Linked DNA regions of Lactuca sativa: region 2 is linked to region 1. The links are chromatin contacts, called in public Hi-C maps. All regions are on one chromosome and are shown on one strand. The core of a region is the stretch at or near the end of the contact, and the rest is flanking DNA. Distances in the headings are between cores, read along the strand shown.

The links. A called contact is a pair of places that touch in the nucleus more often than the background predicts.
Region 2: a Hi-C map of seed shows a contact between it and region 1, with 5 times the contacts expected there. The contact joins the promoter of LOC111916477 here to the promoter of LOC111916476 in region 1. A contact is called at or near these places in 2 of 4 Hi-C or Micro-C datasets (leaf and seed).

What each region holds. Positions count from the first base shown.
Region 1 is chr4:366,832,960-366,836,024 of Lsat_Salinas_v11, forward strand. It overlaps LOC111916476 (ATP-dependent RNA helicase eIF4A), which reads left to right and starts at 1,482. Exons shown (of 7, transcript XM_023912143.3): 1 at 1,482-1,637; 2 at 1,759-1,807; 3 at 2,132-2,269; 4 at 2,360-2,584; 5 at 2,667-2,706; 6 at 2,812-2,909; 7 at 3,016-3,065. The coding sequence starts at 1,585. The coding sequence ends at 3,033.
Region 2 is chr4:367,242,743-367,246,038 of Lsat_Salinas_v11, forward strand. It overlaps LOC111916477 (B3 domain-containing protein Os01g0234100), which reads right to left and starts at 2,005. Exons shown (of 6, transcript XM_023912144.3): 1 at 1,742-2,005; 2 at 1,526-1,609; 3 at 1,079-1,222; 4 at 801-1,007; 5 at 560-650; 6 at 1-473. The coding sequence starts at 1,927.

The DNA.
Region 1 (3,065 bases), core at 232-2,731:
GTGAATTGTTTTGTTTGGAGAAGTAGTTTTGTGCTTGGTCGAGACTTGACTTATAGGTGTTGCCCTTGTGAGCTTTTCTTCATTCATTTCGACGTTATTTGAAAGGTTGACAAAAGGAGATGTAAATTGTTTTTTTTTGGCTTATATAGTGTTGTGGCCTTTATGGAAAGTTAGGAACGATATCATTTTCAAAAAGCAGAGGTGCAATCTGATGAGAACGATGGATGATATTCAATTTTCTGACTTTCAATTAGATTAAGTATATAGCTAAATTGCCGAGGTAATGTTAGTTTGATTGGTTTATTAATCATACTATACTATGTGCTATATAATTTTCTAGCTTCTTTAGTTTTAATGTTATTGTCGTTATAAAAGAAACTATTTAGAATATCGACCCTATTAAGTGTTGTAATGAACTCAAGAATTGTCTTTATGTTCCAACTTTTTATTAGATAACTTCGATTAGGTAGCAACCTTTGTCAACTTTAGCTACTTTGCAACATTTGGAACTTTTACTACTTCTCACACGGTAAAAACGTGAGAGATGATCATGACTCGAGAATTGGTGAGACGATAGAGACAAAAGATGAACGAAACTAAAGAAGTGGTTGAATACTGGTGCCATCAACTCGACATACCGTCGACTTGGATAATCGAGTACGAAATGCTAGGAGCTTGAGAGTCCAACTTTGCAATTTTAATTATGAAAGTAATATATATCAATATTATGGATTATGATGTAAACACTGATTACATAACCAACTTCGTATTTATAATATCACATATAATATTCAAATATAATTTTAAAAATTGTATATATTAATAACAAAATTATAAATATTATAAAAATATAAAAGATTCGATGTAAGATAATAAAATCGAATAATTAGATTGAAATAAACTTAATATCGTCACAATATCAAACTCAAATATTTTTATAGATTTTTTTTTCTATACCTCAATTAGGATTATGTAGCAAAAACCATTGCAAAAGTTTCATGTTCGAGTTTTTTTTTTGTGGGATAATAACTTAGGAGGGTAATTAGGTTTTTAGTTTGTCCGTATTAGGTCATTAAGGTTTTTTTTTTTTTTTTTTTTTTTTTTTTTTTTTTTTTTTATGCGTATTAGACCAATATGGTTGTTATCATCCTTTAGAAATAGTCATTTTTACCGGTTAAACAGAAAGAAACCGATAAAAAAGACTATTTCTAAACAGTAATAACAATCATATTGGTATAATACGCACAAAAAAAACCTTAATAATCTAATACAGACAAACTAAAAACCTAATTACCTCCTAAAGTCATTATCCCTTTCTTTTTCTCTCCATCCACATGGCTTGTTTATAAATTATAAGTTATAACTCATTTTTAAAAGGGCAAAAATCCAAGTGATAAGGACCTTTATAGAAAAAATAGAAAGAAAAAAGAGTAAATATGACAATTAATTAATCCTAAGAACTACTTTTGTAAACTACTTAAAATAAGTCACGATGCTCGACGAACTGGTAAAACCTTATTGCCTGACTGCGTTGCAAAGAGAAGGATCGGTAGGGTTTTCTTTCGCCGGAGTTTCTCGCCGGAGATGGAGTTAATGGAGGCATCTTCACATCCTTCTCCTGCTCCCGCTTCTATTAGGTATCGGAATCTGATTTTTTCACTGTAATTCATTTGTTGATTCGAAACTATTTTGTTTTCACAGCTAGAGCGACAATGTATAGAGAAGCTAATTTGATGAATCATGTTGTGTATATTGCAGTCCACAACGCCATTTCTATCTCGCCGTCGACAGAATCCAGTTTAAGATGGTCCATCTCTTGCTCTATTTACGTTTCAGTTAAGAAAAATCGTTTCTTATTCGGAATCATCAATTCATTTTATCCCCTTTATAAAATTCAACCACATACACGACTTTCTATCTCCATGTTCATTTAGATCTTTCCTCAATTTTATCCCGAAAAATCCTTCATCTTTCATATTAAGTTCAATTCTCAATCCGGAGGTGAAAATTGTGTATTTTTTCAACTATAATCCGATTCGTAGTTCAATATTTCTCTGCAATTTGGAAGTATATACGACATTCATGGAGAAAATTCGAGATTGTTATTGAAGCTTTTAGTGAAAATCGACAGGAGACATTGGTGGATCTATTAGAAATGGCAGGGCGTCGGCCATGGCTGCCAATGGTGGTTTGTTGCAGCACACGAGATGAGCTTGATGCTGTTTGTTCTTCCATCTCCAACATCTCTTACATCACTGTTACACCTCTGGTATTTCATCTGCCTTTTTCTCTTATGATCTTTGCATTCAAGGTCAATAATTTACATTCTATCATCATTTTCTGAACCTTTTCTTCTCAGTATAGTGACCTTACTGAAGCTGAACGTGCATTGATTCTAGATAAATTTCGCTATGCAACAACAAAATGGAATCAAAATTCAGCATCCATTCAATCTGGAGATGAAAAGGAAGAACAGAAATCTCATATGATAGTTGCAACTGATTCTTGTCTTCCTCTTCTTGCTTCAGGAGAATCATCCATCAGTTCTAGTGTTCTTATAAACTATGAACTCCCAACAAAAAAGGTACTTTTATACAATTATATGAACCACATTTTATAAATGGATCCAATTTGATAAACGATTTTTGAATTGTGATATTTATCAGGAAACATATATGAGGCGAATGACAACATGTTTGGCTACAGGTTTTTTCCATATCTTTTTTTTTTAATTAATACATCTTACTTATTAATTAATAATTATATAAAAATAATATCTTAAGTTAAAAGTTATGTTGTTGAATAATGTAGATGGGATTGTGATTAACATGGTTGTTGGGGGAGAAGTGGTGGCACTTAAAACCATTGAGGAAAGCAGCAATCTTGTGATTGCAGAAATGCCAATAAATGTAAGTTTTTGTTATTCTTTTTTAATATTTTCATTTTTTTAATACAAACCAAAGATTTTTCTTGCTTGAATATTTGAATTTGGTTTTGTGTTTTTTTCTTGAACAGATTTTTGAAATGTTTTAAAGACATTTTTTTGGGGTTTCTTTCAAGTGAAT
Region 2 (3,296 bases), core at 755-3,254, 410 kb after region 1:
CGGAAGGTTATCGTGAAGCAGTTCTTTTTTCGCGTTACATAATTTATAGTAACTCATTCGGATTTCTTCTGACAGTTCCGAGTCAATGCATTGTTTGTTGACCGTAATGCGAAAGTCTTTGAAGGTTTTGACTTTTTTTGACGAAAGAGCTTGTTGATGTGGACCCCCTTTAGCTTCTGAGTTGACAAGAGATGTCAACTCAGAAAGATGTGTAGGGGGTTCAGATCTTTTATAGACCAATTTTGATTTGACATTCTTTACTGGAACATCTGGTTGGTGTGGACCCCCTTCAGAATCTGAGTTGACATTCAACTCAGAAGACTGTGTAGGGGGTTCAGATCTTTTGTAGACCAATCTTGATTTGACTTTCTTTGATGGAAGATCTGGTTTATGTGGACCCCCTTCAGCTTTTGAGTTGACATTCAACTCAGAAGCCAGCGTAGGGGGCTCAGATCTTTTGTTGACCAATTTTGCTGCATAGTTATCGCGTCAATTAACATTTAAAAAAAAAAAGAAAAAAAGAAAAGTGGTTTAAGTTGAATTGATGATGATGACAAACCTTGAGTCTTGTGATTTTTATTTGTATTGTGGTTTAAAAGGTTATGAGCATCATCAACTTGTTTTGATTCATTCGCCCTTACAATATAAACCTAAAAATAGGTCAAAAAAATTGATTAACTACTGAAAAATTACATTTTGATGTTTTATATTTTGCTTTAACAAGTCAAAAAAATTTCGATACTAATTGAATTGCTACATAATATAATTAAAATCGACAGATAAAAGAGCAAGATTTGTACCTTAAATTTGTTGGATTCAACTAACTGGAAAACCAAAACATCTCCTTCAAGCAATTTATGTGCAATTGCAAAGTTCCTCCATCCTGCACTAAGTCCAGTCTTATGAGCAATATATTTAAGCTTATATTGTTGTCCATTTTCATCTTCAATCACCATTAAAGTTTCTTGTTTTGGTAGAAATGATCTGCAGAAAGGCACTGGAAGACCCTGCAAACAGAAATTTATTATAAAAATAGAAAGAAATTTCACAAGTTATATAGTGAAATTAGTCAAATTACCATCCAAAAACAACTAACAACATGTGATTTGAGCATGATTTTTTTAAAGCTAGGATGATCAGATCCAAGGCTTGATTGAAGCTCCCCTGCTCGAATCATAGTTGGTGAGATTTGGGCTGGAGTATCCGATGGATCATGCTTCGCCTGATAATGAAAACAGTAATCTTTTTCAACTATGTGTTAACGTAACTGAAATTAATCACTTCATTCATGGTGTTAGGGTTTTTCATCAACAGTTTTGGGGGTTTGTACTAAAAACCATAAATTCTAGCTTGATAAACATCACAGTATGAACAGATCGCGAAGTATTTAACTATCGTAACGATTATGAAGTTTTGATGTTGAGAATTTTGACTATCGAAACTCGTAATGTTAGATAATTCCGTTGTAGAATAGATGAAACACAACAATTTAAGAAAACAAACTCGAAATCTGATCAGTGATCACCTTATGTTTTGAAGATGAACGTTTCTTCTCTGCATTGTTTGAAGGAAAATCATATCTCGAGGTCTTCAACCTCTTTCGTTTACCCTGTGATTAACACAACCAGATCTAACCATTAATGAATCAAATTATGCAGACACAATAAGAAATTGTGTAAATATGTGTAGAAAGAGAGGGAGAGAGAGAGAGAGAGAGAGAGAGAGAGAGAGAGAGAGAGACCGATAATTTAGTTAATGGTGTGATAGGAGCAAAAGGAAAGGGTAACGATGGTGGTAGTTGAGCGATAGTCACAAGAGCATCTAATGAATTGGGGGTTTTCAGTTCATTATTTGCGAGTTGAAGATCGGAACTTCCTTCATCACTCGTCGGAGAATCTGACATCGTTCGGAGAGGACGAAGAATCATCAACAGGTCCGCGGTGGAAGAACACTCTCTTGAAGCTTTTACACTTTTCTTTACCCAACAAAGACTATTTTTTTGTCGGAAAAATATCATTGATTTTCTGCATTTTTACCTAAAAAATATCATTCATTACCCAACATTATTTACGTATATTATAAATATAATTTTTTATTTTTTTTAGATGTTTACAAAATTTATTATAAAAAAATTATTATCATAATTTAAAAAAAAAAAATAACTATTTTACCTTTTTTTTCAAATTATTAACTGCTTAAAATGTTTTTATAATTATCTAATTTATTTTAAAAAATATTTTATAAAACTCTATCATTCAATTTGCTATTTTTAATCAAAATGTATTTTTTAAAATATTATATTACAATAACATTTAGTATAATAAATATATTACTGTACGTGAAACTAAACAAAGTAATTCTAAATCTAGAGTTTAAAGAAGAGTTTATATTTTACTTTTTTTGTATAACAATAGAATAAAAAACATTACACAACTATAACCATATATGGTAAAAATATTATATGACTGTTACGAATTAAATATTTAATATTAAAGATCAAGATTAACCAAATTAGTTAGTAAAAAATATTTGAGGATTAAATATAAGATTTATTTATTAAAATGACCATAAAAGGTGTACTTGTATTTCTAGATAACCAATGAGACTTTATTTACTAAAAAAAACAACCACTAACCTGTGGATTGATCACCATAAATTAGCGATATTATGGTTTTCAAGTCTTAGCTCGATATTACGTACAATTGGTTACATTATTAGTTTGCGAAAAAAAAAAAAACATTTTGTATACTTGCAAGTTATGTTAATATCAGGAGAAAAACTACTGCAATACAAAATATATCACCAAAACGTTCATAAAAGATGTTTAATAAAGAAAACAATGCAAACACAGATGGTGATCTAGTACATATTTGTTGGAAATATGTTTATGGTCACAAAAAGTTAATGATTTTTCATAATTAGTAATATTTTTTTGGATTACATACAGAATACGATTTACAAAAGAAAAACCAAAGGGAATAGTGTATTAATATATTATACTATAGGTTAATTAGAAACTAGTAAACTTTAAAAGATCAACTTTACCATTCCACACAAGAGTAAATACTTGATCTACACCATAAGTTGAATTACTATTTTATGCTAAAAGTTGCTAGAACAAGATTTGTAGTGGGTCATCATATTTAAGTTCTAATTTTTGTGTTTTCTTTGCTATGTGCTTTTATGATCATTATAATCTTAAAATATCATGAATTATATTCAAATTCATAATTATCTTTGCTTTTACATATTTTACATCTCTCTTATTTTACAAAATCACTAATAATCTTGTTTGT